Regions from separate parts of the Pan troglodytes genome. Here regions 1, 2 and 4 are each linked to region 3. Evidence: chromatin contacts called from public Hi-C data. All regions are on one chromosome and are shown on one strand. The core of a region is the stretch at or near the end of the contact, and the rest is flanking DNA. Distances in the headings are between cores, read along the strand shown. Region 1 has its middle 100 kb from the start of LPP. Region 2 overlaps LPP (LIM domain containing preferred translocation partner in lipoma). Region 3 holds the start of BCL6 (BCL6 transcription repressor). Region 4 holds the start of LPP (LIM domain containing preferred translocation partner in lipoma).

What was found. A called contact is a pair of places that touch in the nucleus more often than the background predicts.
Region 1: a contact with region 3 is called in a Hi-C map of stem cell-derived neural progenitor cells, with 7 times the contacts expected there. The contact joins the enhancer-like site here to the promoter of BCL6 in region 3. A contact is called at or near these places in 2 of 7 Hi-C or Micro-C datasets (blood and stem cell-derived neural progenitor cells) and 1 of 1 datasets of contacts at active chromatin or transcription factors (stem cell-derived excitatory neurons).
Region 2: a Hi-C map of induced pluripotent stem cells shows a contact between it and region 3, with 2.5 times the contacts expected there. The contact joins the enhancer-like site here to the promoter of BCL6 in region 3. A contact is called at or near these places in 2 of 7 Hi-C or Micro-C datasets (induced pluripotent stem cells and stem cell-derived neural progenitor cells) and 1 of 1 datasets of contacts at active chromatin or transcription factors (stem cell-derived excitatory neurons).
Region 4: a contact with region 3 is called in a Hi-C map of stem cell-derived neural progenitor cells, with 11 times the contacts expected there. The contact joins the promoter of LPP here to the promoter of BCL6 in region 3. A contact is called at or near these places in 3 of 7 Hi-C or Micro-C datasets (blood, induced pluripotent stem cells and stem cell-derived neural progenitor cells) and 1 of 1 datasets of contacts at active chromatin or transcription factors (stem cell-derived excitatory neurons).

What each region holds. Positions count from the first base shown.
Region 1 is chr2:191,225,027-191,228,484 of NHGRI_mPanTro3-v2.0_pri, reverse strand. No RefSeq gene overlaps it. Among named protein-coding and RNA genes, the nearest start is that of LPP, 100 kb to the left of the region's middle. Within about 2 kb of position 1,259, at least 19 of the 24 cell types and tissues checked have an H3K27ac peak or open chromatin away from gene starts, as enhancers often do. A contact at or near this core is called in stem cell-derived excitatory neurons and stem cell-derived neural progenitor cells, where this site is marked.
Region 2 is chr2:191,370,548-191,373,796 of NHGRI_mPanTro3-v2.0_pri, reverse strand. All of the region lies in intron 1 of LPP (LIM domain containing preferred translocation partner in lipoma), which reads right to left. Among named protein-coding and RNA genes, the nearest start is that of LPP, 45 kb to the right of the region's middle. Within about 2 kb of position 1,311, at least 4 of the 24 cell types and tissues checked have an H3K27ac peak or open chromatin away from gene starts, as enhancers often do. A contact at or near this core is called in induced pluripotent stem cells and stem cell-derived excitatory neurons, where this site is marked.
Region 3 is chr2:190,918,625-190,922,135 of NHGRI_mPanTro3-v2.0_pri, reverse strand. BCL6 (BCL6 transcription repressor) reads left to right here and starts at 1,642. Exons shown (of 10, transcript XM_001158812.7): 1 at 1,642-1,997.
Region 4 is chr2:191,325,725-191,329,094 of NHGRI_mPanTro3-v2.0_pri, reverse strand. It overlaps LPP (LIM domain containing preferred translocation partner in lipoma), which reads right to left and starts at 1,798. Exons shown (of 12, transcript XM_016942488.3): 1 at 1,259-1,798.

The DNA.
Region 1 (3,458 bases), core at 10-2,509, 310 kb before region 3:
TCACTCTGCCCTAAGCAGGGCAATGGCTGTGGTGAGCAAGAGTAGGGGATCCTGGGTATGGTCTTGAGTTTGTGGCTAACACATGAGATGTGGGGAAAGCTGCTTTTCTTTTAGGGGGCTCAGTTGTTTCAACTGTCATATGTTGAGACAGCATTAATCAGTGGGCTTCAAACTTTTAAAGCCACCAGATTTTTCCTCCCAGAATGCTGTGGGAACCTAGCATGAATAAATAGTAAAAGTGGGACTCACAGCTTCTCCATTTAGCCACTGTATGTCTGTAGGGCCTCTGTGGACTCTAGTATGGCAACATTCGGATACATACCTTTTAGCCCCCAACATTGGGATTCTAAAGATGAGTAATGGCTTAGTGATAGATGTTAACCTCCTGAGGGGTTGCAGTGAGCCTGGAATTCTGAATACAGAACTGGTCAGACAGGGAAAAGGGCTGTAACAGTGTAACAAACAGTAGAATTAGAGTGGAGGGTAGCAAGATAAAGTTTTACATTTCACGGGTTAACAGCACTTTATAGTTTACAAGTATTTGCACTATAGTTGTCTCTTTTGAACTTACGCAACACTGTGTGCTCAGGCATTTGTGCAGCAATCTTTTGTGAAGCTGGATTATGTGCCTGGTACTGTGGGTTGAGCTCATGGACATAAAGAAAGAGGAGAGCATGTGAGCCTGGAGGAGCTCATCATCTTATAGAGGAAACAGGCAGGTAAAGAAATCATTGCAATTGCAAAACAGAAAAGCTGTAAGAGAGGTGCAAACAAACGTTGAGCAGCGAAGTGAAAGCAATGATTCCTTTTTCCTGGGGAGGGGAGGAAGGCATACCTACCATGGGGCCTGCAGGATGAGTGACCTAGGCAGATAAATACCTAGGTAGAAAAAAACACGTGCACGAAGCAGTGGAGGCCCGTGTGAGCAAGGTGCGTTTGGAGGAAACGGAAGAGCTAGGGGAAATCTGGCCTTCAAGGTATGGAAAGGCAGTTAAACAGTGAAGTTAACCTGCAGCTTAACTGGGAAGGACTTTGAATACAATGCAAAGAATTTGGCCCCCATGGCCATTAGAGCCCCATCTTCCAGATGAGGAAAAGGGCCTTCCCTTCGCACAGGGACAGCCGAAACTGTGACTCCCACGTTCCTTTTGCTACCCTGTGCTGCCTCCAGCAGGCCTGAACCGAGGCAGGCCCTGCGTGGGAGAGGCCTCTGGGCTGTTTATCCTGCGCCAGTGGGGCTGGCTCTGGCAGGGAGTGGAAGTAGGTGAGGTGGGGGCTGTGGAGGAGAGGAGGAGCCTGACAACAAGGGCTACATTCAAGGCCTGCACTGGAGCTGACGAGGAGAATGGAAAGCTACAGTCTGTTGGAGCCATCCAGCCTTGGCAAAGCGGTCGGGGCCTTATAAGGAAATGTTGTTCTCTCCCAGCCGGTGGGGCTGGGATGGAGCCCTGTGCCCACAGGACAGAGCTGCCCTTGTGGTGGTAGGCTGGGGGTGCCACCCGCCCCTCTGCTGTGAGCAGGAGCTGTCAATGGGCCACTTCTGCAGGCTCAGCATTCCCTCTCAGCCCCAGTGTGCGTGCAGCCCCCACCCCTCCACCCCCTCCCACTCCCCATTGCCTTGGGCTGATTGGAGGAAAGGAAAAAAACAAAACAAAACAAAGACTTGGCAAAGTCCCAGGTCTCATTGCTGTTTGATGCCGAATTATTCAGAAAATAGGCTCAGGTCAAATTCTCTCTTTTTCCTGAAGAATGCATGAATAAGGGGATTGCTCTTTGTCCTCCTTCCCTGCCTGGCGCCCTCATCTCTTTTCCTTGTGATCACGAAACTCCCAGCACCCGACACGGCCCAGTGCAGAAAGCAAGAAGCTGAGATGAGTGGGCGGGGGAAGCCTTGTGCTGGTGCCTTTTCCACCTCCCAAGGGTAGAGCAGCAGCCACCGGAATACTCATAGGAGAAGGGTGACTCTCCTTGGACTCCTTATCTGTGCCGGGCAGACCAGAGGGCCAGGGAGAGAGAGATGGGCACAGGGTAAAAACACAGCCTGCCCAGAAAGCAACAGAAAGTGCTCCTTGGGGTGGGCGCGGTGGCTCACGCCTGTAATCCCAGCACTTTGGGAGTCCAAGGAGGGTGGATCACGAGGTCAGGAGTTGGAGACCAGTCTGACCAACATGGTGAAACCCCGTCTCTACTAAAAATACAAAAATTAGTTGGGCGTAGTAGTGTGTGCCTGTAATCCCAGCGACTCAGGAGGCTGAGGCAGGAGAATTGCTTGAACTCGGGAGGCAGAGGTTGCAGTGAGCCCAGATCGCGCCACTGCACTCCAGCCTGGGTGACAGAGCAACAAGAGCAACAATCTGTCAAAAAAAAAAAAAAAAAAAAAAAGTGCTCCTTGGGAAAGGACAGTAAGCATTAGTCAGCTCCTGGAAGGAGGGCTTTTCTACAGGGAGTGAGGAGAGATGATTTAAAGCACTGATCCCTAGCAGATCTTTCTGAACTCAAGATTGGGGGTAGGAGCAGAAAAGATGCTTAGTGTGGCCTTTTGCTTTGGTTATTCATAGACCCCGTGCATGAAACCCTGGAGCTACAAGCAAGCAGGTTGGCCAGTGCAGCTCCTCACCTAAAGCTGAAATATTTTTACAGCAAGCTTGGCAGACCTTCAGCTAACCAGTGCTACTCTAGTCATCATGGACTTAGTTCCTCAAGTTAGTCTGTCCCAAACATACAGCTCAACCCAACAAGGAGAAGTAAGTCATGGAAAGCAAGAGGAAACTTCCGTTTCCAAGGAGTTTACCATCCAGAGCAAAGCTACAAGGAGCACACAATAATCCAAACACAAAGAAGAAAGTTATGGCCAGGTGTGGTGGCTCACGACTGTAATCCCAGCACTTTGGGGGGCTGAGATGGGTGGATCACCTGAGGTCAGGAGTTTGAGACCAGCCTAGCCAACATGGTGAAAACCTGTCTCTACTAAAAATACAAAAAGTAGCCAGGCGTGATGGCAGGCACCTGTACTCCCAGCTACTCAGGAGGCTGAGGCAGGAGAATTGCCTGAACCCGGGAGGCAGAGGTTGTAGTGAGCTGAGATTGTGCCACTGTGCTCCAGCCTGGGGGAGAGAGTGAGACTTTGTCAAAAAAAAGGAAAGAAAGAAAAAAAAAGGAAGGAAGGAAGAAAGGAAGGAAAGAAAGAAAGAAAAGAAAGGAAATAAAAAAGAAAGTTATGAGCTCTAAGAAAAACAGAGATGTCTGAGGTGAAAGAAATTGCTCTTGACTAGGTGTCCACAGCAGTAGATGAGGAAAGCTCTTATAGAAGAGATGGAATTTGGGGTGAAGAAAAGTTAAAAGTCCAAAAAGTGACATTTTGAGAGATTGTAGGGAAATGGCTTCCAGGGGGAGGAACCAGCCTGAGCAGGACGTGGTGGCAGGAAATCTTGGGGCTCACTTGGTGTCTGTGGGGAGAT
Region 2 (3,249 bases), core at 62-2,561, 450 kb before region 3:
ACACAGTAATAAACAATTGGAACAAAGCCCAGCCCTTTCTTTTACCTTCACCTGGTGCCTGCTCTGACCATGCAGATGTGACTTTCTCATCTGGTGACCCACGTTTTTCATGGACACCAGTTTCTCTAGGGTTGTCAGTGGTGGGCAGAAGGGCAGGGGTGAGTTCTGCAACAATAATAGCTCTGAGACACTGCACAGTTCATGGGGAATGCAAATGAATCAACATAAACATGGGACCCAACAGCCCCAGTCGCTCTGTCTACCAAGTAAATGTGAGGAGGTGATGCTACCTCTCTATTACCTCATCTGTAAAATGGGCATGCCAATGCCTGACTATTGAAGAAGTTATGAGGATGAGATGAGAGGTCGTGTGAGGAGCACTCCACCCAGTGCCTACAATGTCAGATACCAAAGTCTATCCACCATACCCTTCAGCTGACCAAGGGCTTCCATCTACAAATGTGATTCAAGTCTACAGAACAGCACAACAGCTATGCTGCTCTCTTACCCAGCATCAAGCCCAGGCCCTTATACACAGCAGGTAGTTAGAAAACATTAAGCCTGTGCTATATAGCAAGGAAAGTTTCTATCATTTCAAAACAATAAGGTATATTGTTTAGGAGTGTGGTGCCTGGAGCCACTGGCCTGAATTCAGCTCTGTCACTGGCTGGTGGCCTGGGGCAACTTATCTAAGCTCCTTGTGCATTTGTTTCCCTATTTATAAACAGGGATAACAATAACACCATCCTCATAGGTTTCTTTAGAGGATTAAGTGAAACAATATGAATAAAGCAGCTAGAACAGTGACTGGCACATAGCAATCGCTTGCTACGTTTCACCAAGTGTGTAAACCTAGAAGCAATCTTAGGACACAGGTATACGAATGAGGTTTTACAAATGAGGAAACTGAGACTTGAATTATGTAACTTGTGCAAGGTCAAAGGTAGGGGCGAGATCCAAATCCAACTCCGTGGCCTTCCACCCAAATCCAAAGCTCTTTGCACCTCAGCATCCTGCTTTTCGATATGCACGCCTAATGGAAAAATGTATTTAACTAGAAGAGGGGAAAACAGCCCAGACATAACGGGGTTGCACCTTGGGAGCTTTCTGGGTACCACAGGATGATAAGGCCAATGTCATAAGCCCTGCCCTTCAGCACAGTCAGCTCCTGTGGGTAAAATTAGCTCAGCTCTGCTCCAGTGCCGCCTGGAGCCCCGAGGCAAAACTCACCCCAGGCATAGCACGACCTCACCTGACCCTCACTCTTAAGTAGGGTCCCTCATGCACCTCATTAGGGCCTGAGATGACTCATTGTGTTCTTTCCTGTCTCTGGTGCTGAGGTCACCTCTATGCTATACAGAAAGGCGGCTGTGAAGGAGAAGTGAAGATGAAAACGCAGGCAACCATTCTGCACTCGCTTCCTCCAAGGCAGCTCACAAGCAAGGATCGGAGTGCCTGCCTGCCATGCCAGCTGTGTACTGGGGAAATAAAGCTCTGCCGAGTTATATAACCCAGCTCAGGAGAAAATGATAGACACTAGCCCAAAGGGACTCCTGAGATTACCGTCCTTATTCTACTCTGGTGGTGATGGTATTGAGCAGGGAATGGGCCTATTCAATATCCTTCAGTCCTGCAGAACATGGCACAATAACCATGACTATAGGGGTCTCCTCTGCACTGTCTCACCCAATACTACCCAAATTGAAGGCCAATCTTAAATGTCACCATTCCTTGAACCCTCCATGCTCCCATCCCTACCTGGCTAGAATTTTTATCTCAACTCCCACAATGTCTTATCTATACAATTTATTATTTGGCATTTATTTGCTCAACAAATATCACTTGCACACCTATTTTTGATTTGAAGATACAGAAATATAAAGAATTACCATTGCTCTCAAGGAAATGCAGCCCAGTTCAACAAATGGCCTAAAATGGAGGAAGCAGAGACAACAACAGTCAGAGGAGTATTCCAGGCAGAGGTGGTATCAGAGCAAAATCTTGAAAGGACTGATAGAGTGGGCAATGGTGTTTCAGACAAGGGAACACTATGTGTGAGGTCACGGGAGCTACAGAGAATCCCAGGTATATTCCTAGAGCACAAGATCATCTTGGAGATTAGTGAGATGAGGACAGAAAGAGGCAGGGGTCAAATCACTTCCTGCCTCTTTCCATTCCTGTCCCTTAATTCATGCAAAGGATTCTTAATTTGCCCTGAATGAGGAAAGCATTGAAGGATTTTAAAAACAGGGACATAGCATGAACAGATTTGCATTTTTGGAATATCACTCAGGAAGAAAAGAGAGAATAGGATGGATGAGGGTAAGAATAGAAAAAGAAGGCCAGCTGAGACTGCTGAAGCACTCCAGGAGAGAGATGCTGAGGGCCTGAATGGAGGACAGGCTCCAAAGGTAGAGGGAGGAGGGAAGTGGGCAGGACGTGTTACCGTGGTTGACTCTGTAAGACTGAAGACAGTCAGAGGCAAGAGTGAGGGACAGAGAGGAGCCATCCGGAATGAGTCCCAGTTTCCAGGATTGGGCGATGTCACTCACCAAGCTAACAATGCCAAAAGACACGGTGAGCCCCATGCAACTTTGGGATTTCCAACTGGAGTGTCCAAAAGGCATGTAGGAGTGTGGGCCTGAAGTTCGGGAGTTCCAAACTGGAGATAAACACCTAGCAGTCATGAGACAAAGCTCTGCAATGCTTGTATTTATGGGATACAAGAGAGAGCAAGAGCCTGCAAAGAAACCCCAAGGAGAGGCTAGGGAGGTAAAGGAATAACAAAACATCCAGAGACACTGGGAGTGGTCAACAGAAACAGCACCACCAATGCCAAATAAGAGCACTGCTAAAAAGGAATGCATCTGAGCCCCCTAGACCCGGACAAGAACAACTTCCATCAGACCAGAATGGGTTAAGAAGCCAAAAGAAGGTGAGGCAGTAGAGACAAATATAAAGGCAGAGGAGTAAAGAAGCGAGATGGCACGCTCTCAGAAAAGCATGTCCGTATAAATCTTACTTCCTCTACTAGACACAAGCTAGAATAGTGCTGTCCAAAAGGAATAAGATGCAAGCCACATATGAAATTGTTAATTTCCTGCAGCCACATTTTTAAAAAGCAGGAAATCATAGGAGAAATTCATTTTAATTTAACCCAATATATCCAAAATATTATCATTCCAAGAAGTAATGAACATCATATAATTTATTAATAAGATATTTTACATTACTTTTTATACTAAGCCT
Region 3 (3,511 bases), core at 393-2,892:
CAAACAGCAATCTTTCACAGCTCTGATCACTCCTCCATTATAAACCCAAATTTTGGGTTGAGATAGGTAGATTATTTTAGACATATCTTTATTAGAAATTAACAAGTGACGAGATTTTGTGGAACCTTTAAGAATTCATCTGTAATTTAATAAGTCGCTTGAAGGACTCTCATAGCCAAGGCTCAGAACAGCCTGACCTTTGAAAGCTGCTTCTGGTCCAAACATTTTGGGCTAATTCTTGAGGAATCTGAAATATTATTTTCCCCTCACACCCTTCTTTTAAGAGAGAGACATAAAAGAAACAAGAGTCTCCCTTATTCAGGGATGAGTAGGAGGGGAAAAAACCCGAACCAACATTTAAATAAGGAAACTAGCAGCTCTGAACAAACAAACTAGGACCCACAATGAAATGATTCTGCACTGCAATTGCCTTTAAAAAGAAAGTAATAGAGAAAAAGAGAAGGAAAGAATTTCTCCTTCTTCTCTACCACCCCCCCCCCACCCCACCCCACCCCCCAACTCAGCTTCAAAGCTAAGAAGACTGTGCTGCGTGTAGTGCATTGTAGTTGTGGCAGTCTGTTCTAAATACAGGCAGTATCTGTGATACTGGCACGGCAGGCCTTTAGAATTCCCTCCGGCTGATCTCTTAAACACAGACTGAAGAGATTTTTTTACAACGACCTTGAAACGAGCCTCGAAAACAAAAATCTCAAGACCTTAAGAGAAAACAAAACACAAACAGGTATTTGGCTCACAGAATTTTGTAGAAAACACACACATACCACCCCGCCACCCCCACTCTCCCCCCCACATACACGTTTCTTGCAACAAGAAATTTCCCAAGAGTCAACAATAACAGATTAAACCCACCACTTGCTGTCCTGGAAAGAAACAAACCAAACCAAAACAAATGCTTTGAACATTTCTCTCAAGTGCAGGAGAGACACACTTCAGCAAAAGTCCAAGGGGAAAAAGGAAATTGCACCAAAGGAAAAAAAAAAAAAAGTGGGGGCTGGGATTGTTACATATGGCCAAAAATTTAAGCTTCTTTCAATAGTATTAGTATTGAAATAATACATCTTTAAAACGCTTGAGGGATTAGATAGGGAAAGAAAAGGCACGTACAAAAAAATCCAACCGATGCCGATCCTGTGATTTACGTAACACCACAAACTTGCAAAAGGCAAAAAATCAGAAGCAAAAATCCATAAACCATCAAAATACAGAAACCAAAAATCCCAAGCCACCACACCAGAAAGAAAAAAACCCAGAACAACAGCAAAAACCCCTGTCTTAAATAAAAATAAAGCAAATGAACCCACCGAAAACTGCTTGGCAAATATTTTTCTCGTGGTGCCTAATATTCTAGTTGGAAAGAGCTGTGATGTTTATTTTATTTTTTTTTTCTCTTACTCGCCTCTCTAACCCTACTATATATATAACATACTTTCCCCAGTGGTTCAAACCTCTCGCTCCCTTTTGTGCATTTAGCTCGATCTGCTGAGTTTATGGGTAAGAAAGAAGGAATTAGCCCCAGACCCCGGGAAAGCAAAGCGCACTCCCCCTCTTATGTCACCGAATAGCAAATTAGTTCTCAGAATTCCAGAGGCCGAGCTTTGCTACAGCGAAGGCGCCGACGTCACAGAGGAGGAGCCCACGTGACGGTGGCGGAGCAGGCCATACCATCGTCTTGGGCCCGGGGAGGGAGAGCCACCTTCAGGCCCCTCGAGCCTCGAACCGGAACCTCCAAATCCGAGACGCTCTGCTTATGAGGACCTCGAAATATGCCGGCCAGTGAAAAAATCTTGTGGCTTTGAGGGCTTTTGGTTGGCCAGGGGCAGTAAAAATCTCGGAGAGCTGACACCAAGTCCTCCCCTGCCACGTAGCAGTGGTAAAGTCCGAAGCTCAAATTCCGAGAATTGAGCTCTGTTGATTCTTAGAACTGGGGTTCTTAGAAGTGGTGATGCAAGAAGTTTCTAGGAAAGGCCGGACACCAGGTGATTATTGCTGTTGCTGCCGCCGCTGCTGCTGCTACTGCCGCCGCCGCCGCTGTTGCCGCTGGTGCCGCTGCCGCCGCCGCTGCTCATGATCATTATTTTACCTTTTAATTCTTTTTTTTTCCGCTCTTGCCAAATGCTTTGGCTCCAAGTTTTCTATGTGTATCTATTGATATAAATGTATATATTTATTTATTCTAGCTGTCAGGTGTTAAAATAAATGCCGAAGATTAGTCCCACGTCTCTCCCACTCTAGGATATAGATTGTTATGTATTTATTATTATTATTGTTGTCTTTGAGTGAATCGGCCGGTTTGGGGAGGCTTTTGCCACCCTCCCTTGTGTTGTTTTGGTTTTTGGAAAGGAGGTGGAGGAGAGGAAGGAGGGGAATTAGGGGGCGGCCGGAGCAGAGAGGACGAGACAGTGCTTGGGGGGTGATTCGGGCTAGTCTGGGGGCTGTCTGGCCCCAGACCGCGGAGAGGACGCGCGCTCGCGCTCTCGCTCTTTCTGCTGCTGCTTGCGTACGGCTTGTGATCTCTCTGGATTCGTGCGGCTGTGTTTTTTCCCTCTTTTCTCGCTTGCAAACTGCTTTCCTTGCTCCGTCGCTCCTGGCCTCCCCTTCCCTCCCTCCTCTTTTTCCTCGCCTCTTCTTCCTTCCCTTCCCCTGTCCTTCTGGGTAACTCCGGGAGGCAAAAAGGGAGGCTGCCCGCTCGCTCGCCCCGCTGGCTCTCTTCCATCGGCCTCGGTCTTTTAGATTCCCTGCCTTCGAGCCGAACCGAGATTTGGAAGGAAAAAATGCAAGCGAACTCTTTGGGTTTTTGTTTTTGTTTTTTTGGTCATAAATCCAGATGAGATGAAGTATCGTGTCTACTATTTCCTTTCAGAGCCGTGATCTTCCTAACGAGAGCCGAGTGTTTTGGTGTTCCCTGCCCCTGTGTTTTGGGGAGCTTGGGGGCGGGGATGTTGAACACTTTGAAAATTATTCTTTCTTGGTTGTAGTCGAGGGAGTCGGGAACCTCCGCGCGCTCTCCCTGCTCATCCCGAGGAGAGAGACTGATGGCGGGACAGGGCTTCTTGGGGTGGGTGGGAAAGGGGTGCGCACTGCACCTGCGATGCCTTTCAGTGTGCGGGGGGACTCAGGGAACCTCGACAGGACAGCCTGGGAGAACGAGAAAGGTGGCGGGATTTCTGGCCGCTGCGGTGTTTGTATTTTGGGCGCTGCGTGACTCTGTGTTGGCTCCCAATGGCTGTTGCCTCCCTTTCCTAAATTTTATTTTATTTTTTCCCATGGTGCAAGCTCTGTAAAAAGGGAACTGCGGGCCTGAGCGTAGTGGACGCCGGGCTTCAGATTCCCGAGGTCCTTACCTTGGGCGAGGAGAAAGACGAACAGAGCCCCAGCCCGCGTTCCTTATGTGCAAGACTCAGGAGGAGAGAAGGGCACTTTGTGGCCGTGGCTGAGGGGACCCGGCGCGGGAGGAGCGGGCGCGGGCGCGAAAGGGAGATCTTTGTGAGTG
Region 4 (3,370 bases), core at 549-3,048, 410 kb before region 3:
AATGGGAGGACTTGGAGGACTGGGTCTAGGCCCTTTCCGCTGTGACAACTGTGATTCCGCGAAAGCTCTAAGCGGATGGGCGTGGCCCCGCCCCCTGGGCGCCCAGAAAAGTCCGGGCAGGGGGCGCGCAAGGCTCCAACCCCGCCTAGCCTGGGGTCGACGCTTTCGGAAAAACTCTGGGTCCCCCTCCCCCATGGCGTGCACCCCGTGATTGGGCCGCGGCCGGCACTTCCGCACAGCGGGCCAGGCCAGAGCAGGGCTCGCGCCCCGCGCTCTTGCCACCCCGGAGGCGCTCGCGCCGGGGGAGGGCTGGGGGTTCCCGAGGCGCCCGCGGGCGGAGGGTGAGGGGAAGGAAGGATTTGCAACAATACCTCAGGGAGGAGGCAGCCGGGGCAGCGGCGGTGGTGGTGGCGGCGGCGGCGGCGGCTGGAGGCGGAGGCAGAGGCAGAGGAGGAGGTGCCCGGGCACTCCCCCTCCCATTGTCCCCAGCCCCGGACAGGCCCGGCCCCGCGCCCCACACTGGCCTCCTCCAGCGCGCCGCCCGCGCCCAGCGCCCCACGCCCCGCGCCCCGCGCCCCGGGCCGTGCAGCCAGCCCTTACCTTGCAGCGCCCGGCTGTCTCCCGATCGCTAAAGCTACTTATCCCGGGAAAGCTCGCGCGGGACCCGGGAACGAACCCACAGACAAAAAGTGAAACTTCGGCAGGGCTGGAGCGGCTGCTGGTTGGTGCCTTTCCCCCTCCTTCCTCCCCACCGTCCCCACCCCCTCCCCTTGGTCTCCCGTGCGGTGCCCTGAGCGCTGGAGGCTGACGTCAGGGGCCTGAATTCCTGACTTTGCCTGCACGCATTTGTCCATGTAAGGTATGGGAAGGCGTGTGCCCGCGAAGCCGCCGCGCAGAGCTCGCCTGGCGGGGGAGGGGAAACCCGCAGCCGGCAGTGGCTTTGCCAAAAGGTGGGCGCACTGAGGGCATTGCATTTCCTGGGAGGAAGAGGAGGAGACGCGGGAATGCAGGGAGCTTGCAAAGGAGGAAGGGAAAGAGGGAGATGTGGAGACTTTGCCCCAGCTAGAGGAAGAGGAAGGAGACGTAGGAGGAAGCGGCCGCGTCAGGGGGCTCCTGGAAAATGGAAAAGCCTGCGTCTACTATTAAGGCGTCAAATTAGGGCACTGAGCTTGAGTGGAAGAGATCCAGCCATGAAATCCCCTTCCAAGATTTTCCTCGTGAGCCCCGCCCTGGATTCCCAGCAAGACTCAAAACTTACAAGGTGTCAGAGCTGGCAAAGACCAACTTCCAACCCGTCCGCTTGGCACGTGAGGAAACTGAAGCTCTCGGAAGAGAAATGACTTGTACAGGGTCGTCACTCAGCAGATCGAGGAGCGGGCCCAGGCGCTCTGCCTCCCACTTGGGTTCCCGCCTCCAGGAAGGGCCCTGGCTCCCTTTTAGCCCTGAGCCTTGAAGCAGGTTAGATGCCCGCGAGCTGTGCGGACCACCCAGTGATTTCTACTGCTCTTGGCCCAGAGCCAGTTCCTGGAAGGTCCTGGTTGACAGCGAGCCCTGAATATCAATGACAATCAGTTGCTTCAGGGCAACTTCCTCTGTCCTGTGCTCAAATAAATGAATCCCTGGAGTTTAACGTTTACTTCTGAGCCCCGCCCAGAAAGCTTGCTCTGTGCTTATAGCTTCAAAAAAGTCTGCGAACGAGATGAACTGGTTTGAATACAGACAAGCCTGTCATTGGAAGTTTTGAGTTGGATTTTTCTTTCCCCTCTGACATCTGTAAGGGTGAACGACGATGAGAACCACCACTTACTGTGTTAGGGGATTATGACGTGCAGCAGCCATGGCCAGGAAAGCACTCCATACCCTGAGACTTCCTTTCCTTGCACTTCTCTCCTATTAATATCTAAAGTAATCCCTCACGTTAGCACATAATGAAAGCAGTCTCTCACCCGGCTATTGCATCTTCAGGTGAGTTAGATAGGACAGAGCGTAGTCCCCCCTTTACACTTCAGACAAAAACTTAAGAAACGTTACTCGCCCAACACAAAACAACTGACTGACCAAGCACCTGTCTTCCCCTCCTCCCATCCAGGTCTCCTGACTAATCCCTTCATCTTTCCATACCTGGCCCTGACCTCTAGCAGGACCTAATTCCATTCATAACTGTTGAGAGTACACCATGAGCTACTGATTCATAAAAACTCCAAAAAGTGGTTCTTCTGAGGATGGACTTTAGTGGGATTCTTTTGACCAGGAATTAAGGAAATAATGTAAAAACACATGTTATTGGATTTATTAAGCACCTTCCTTGTGCTTAATAAGTGTTTGAATTCAGACATTTCAGGGGTAAGACTACTTAACCTCTGTGTTCCTCTCAACTATCTAATGTACACATACAAAAATATGAACATGGCTGGGCGCGGTGGCTTACACCTGTAATTCCAGCACTTTGGGACGCCGAGGCGGGCAAATCACCTGAGGTCAGGAGCTCGAGCCAGCCTGGCCAACATGGCAAAACCCCGTCTCTACCAAAAATACAAAAAACTAGCTGGGCGTGGTGGCGAGCGCCTGTAATCCCAGGTATTCCGGAAGCTGAGGCAGGAGAATTGCTTGAACCCGGGAGGCAAAGGTTTTAGTGAGCCGAGATTGCGCCACTGCACTCCAGCCTGGGGGACAGAGCAAGACTGTTGTCAAAAAAAAAAATATATATATATATATATTATATATATATAAATATATACACACACACATATATATACACATATATATACACATATATATATATGAAGGCAGTAACAGAGAGATAAGGTTGAGAATAACCACCCATTCCACAGACTAATAAAGAATTTATCTCTTTGCAACTAACATAGTTTGAAATGGGAGATACGGGCTCTTGGAGAGATTTTTTTCTGGGGTTCTGAAAAGCTCAGATCCTATCAAAACACAATCCACTCACTCAAACATTTCAGCATACTCACATTCTGAGTACTACTGTTTAGTATGAAAAGAATTCCAATGTTACATGAAGTAAAAATGGATTATCTCAATCCTCATGGAATATAACGGGACTTGACCAGCATTTCCTTTTTTTTTTTTCCTTCAGTAACTCACTTATAAGGAATAATAGGGTCCTAATGAGGATTAAGATTTAATAAGGTGTAATTAGAGTTGTTCATTTCTTCCATCATATACATTATAAGAGTACTGTGCTGGATCCAGAAATGCTACTAATTGTGTCGAAACTGTTGTATGGGTGTGTTGGGGAAGTCACTGTGTTTCTCCTCCTGAAATGTTTATGAATTGCTCAGGTGAGCATGGTGAGCATGGTGTTAGCATGAACATCATATAAAGTTAACTACAAAAGATAATTCTG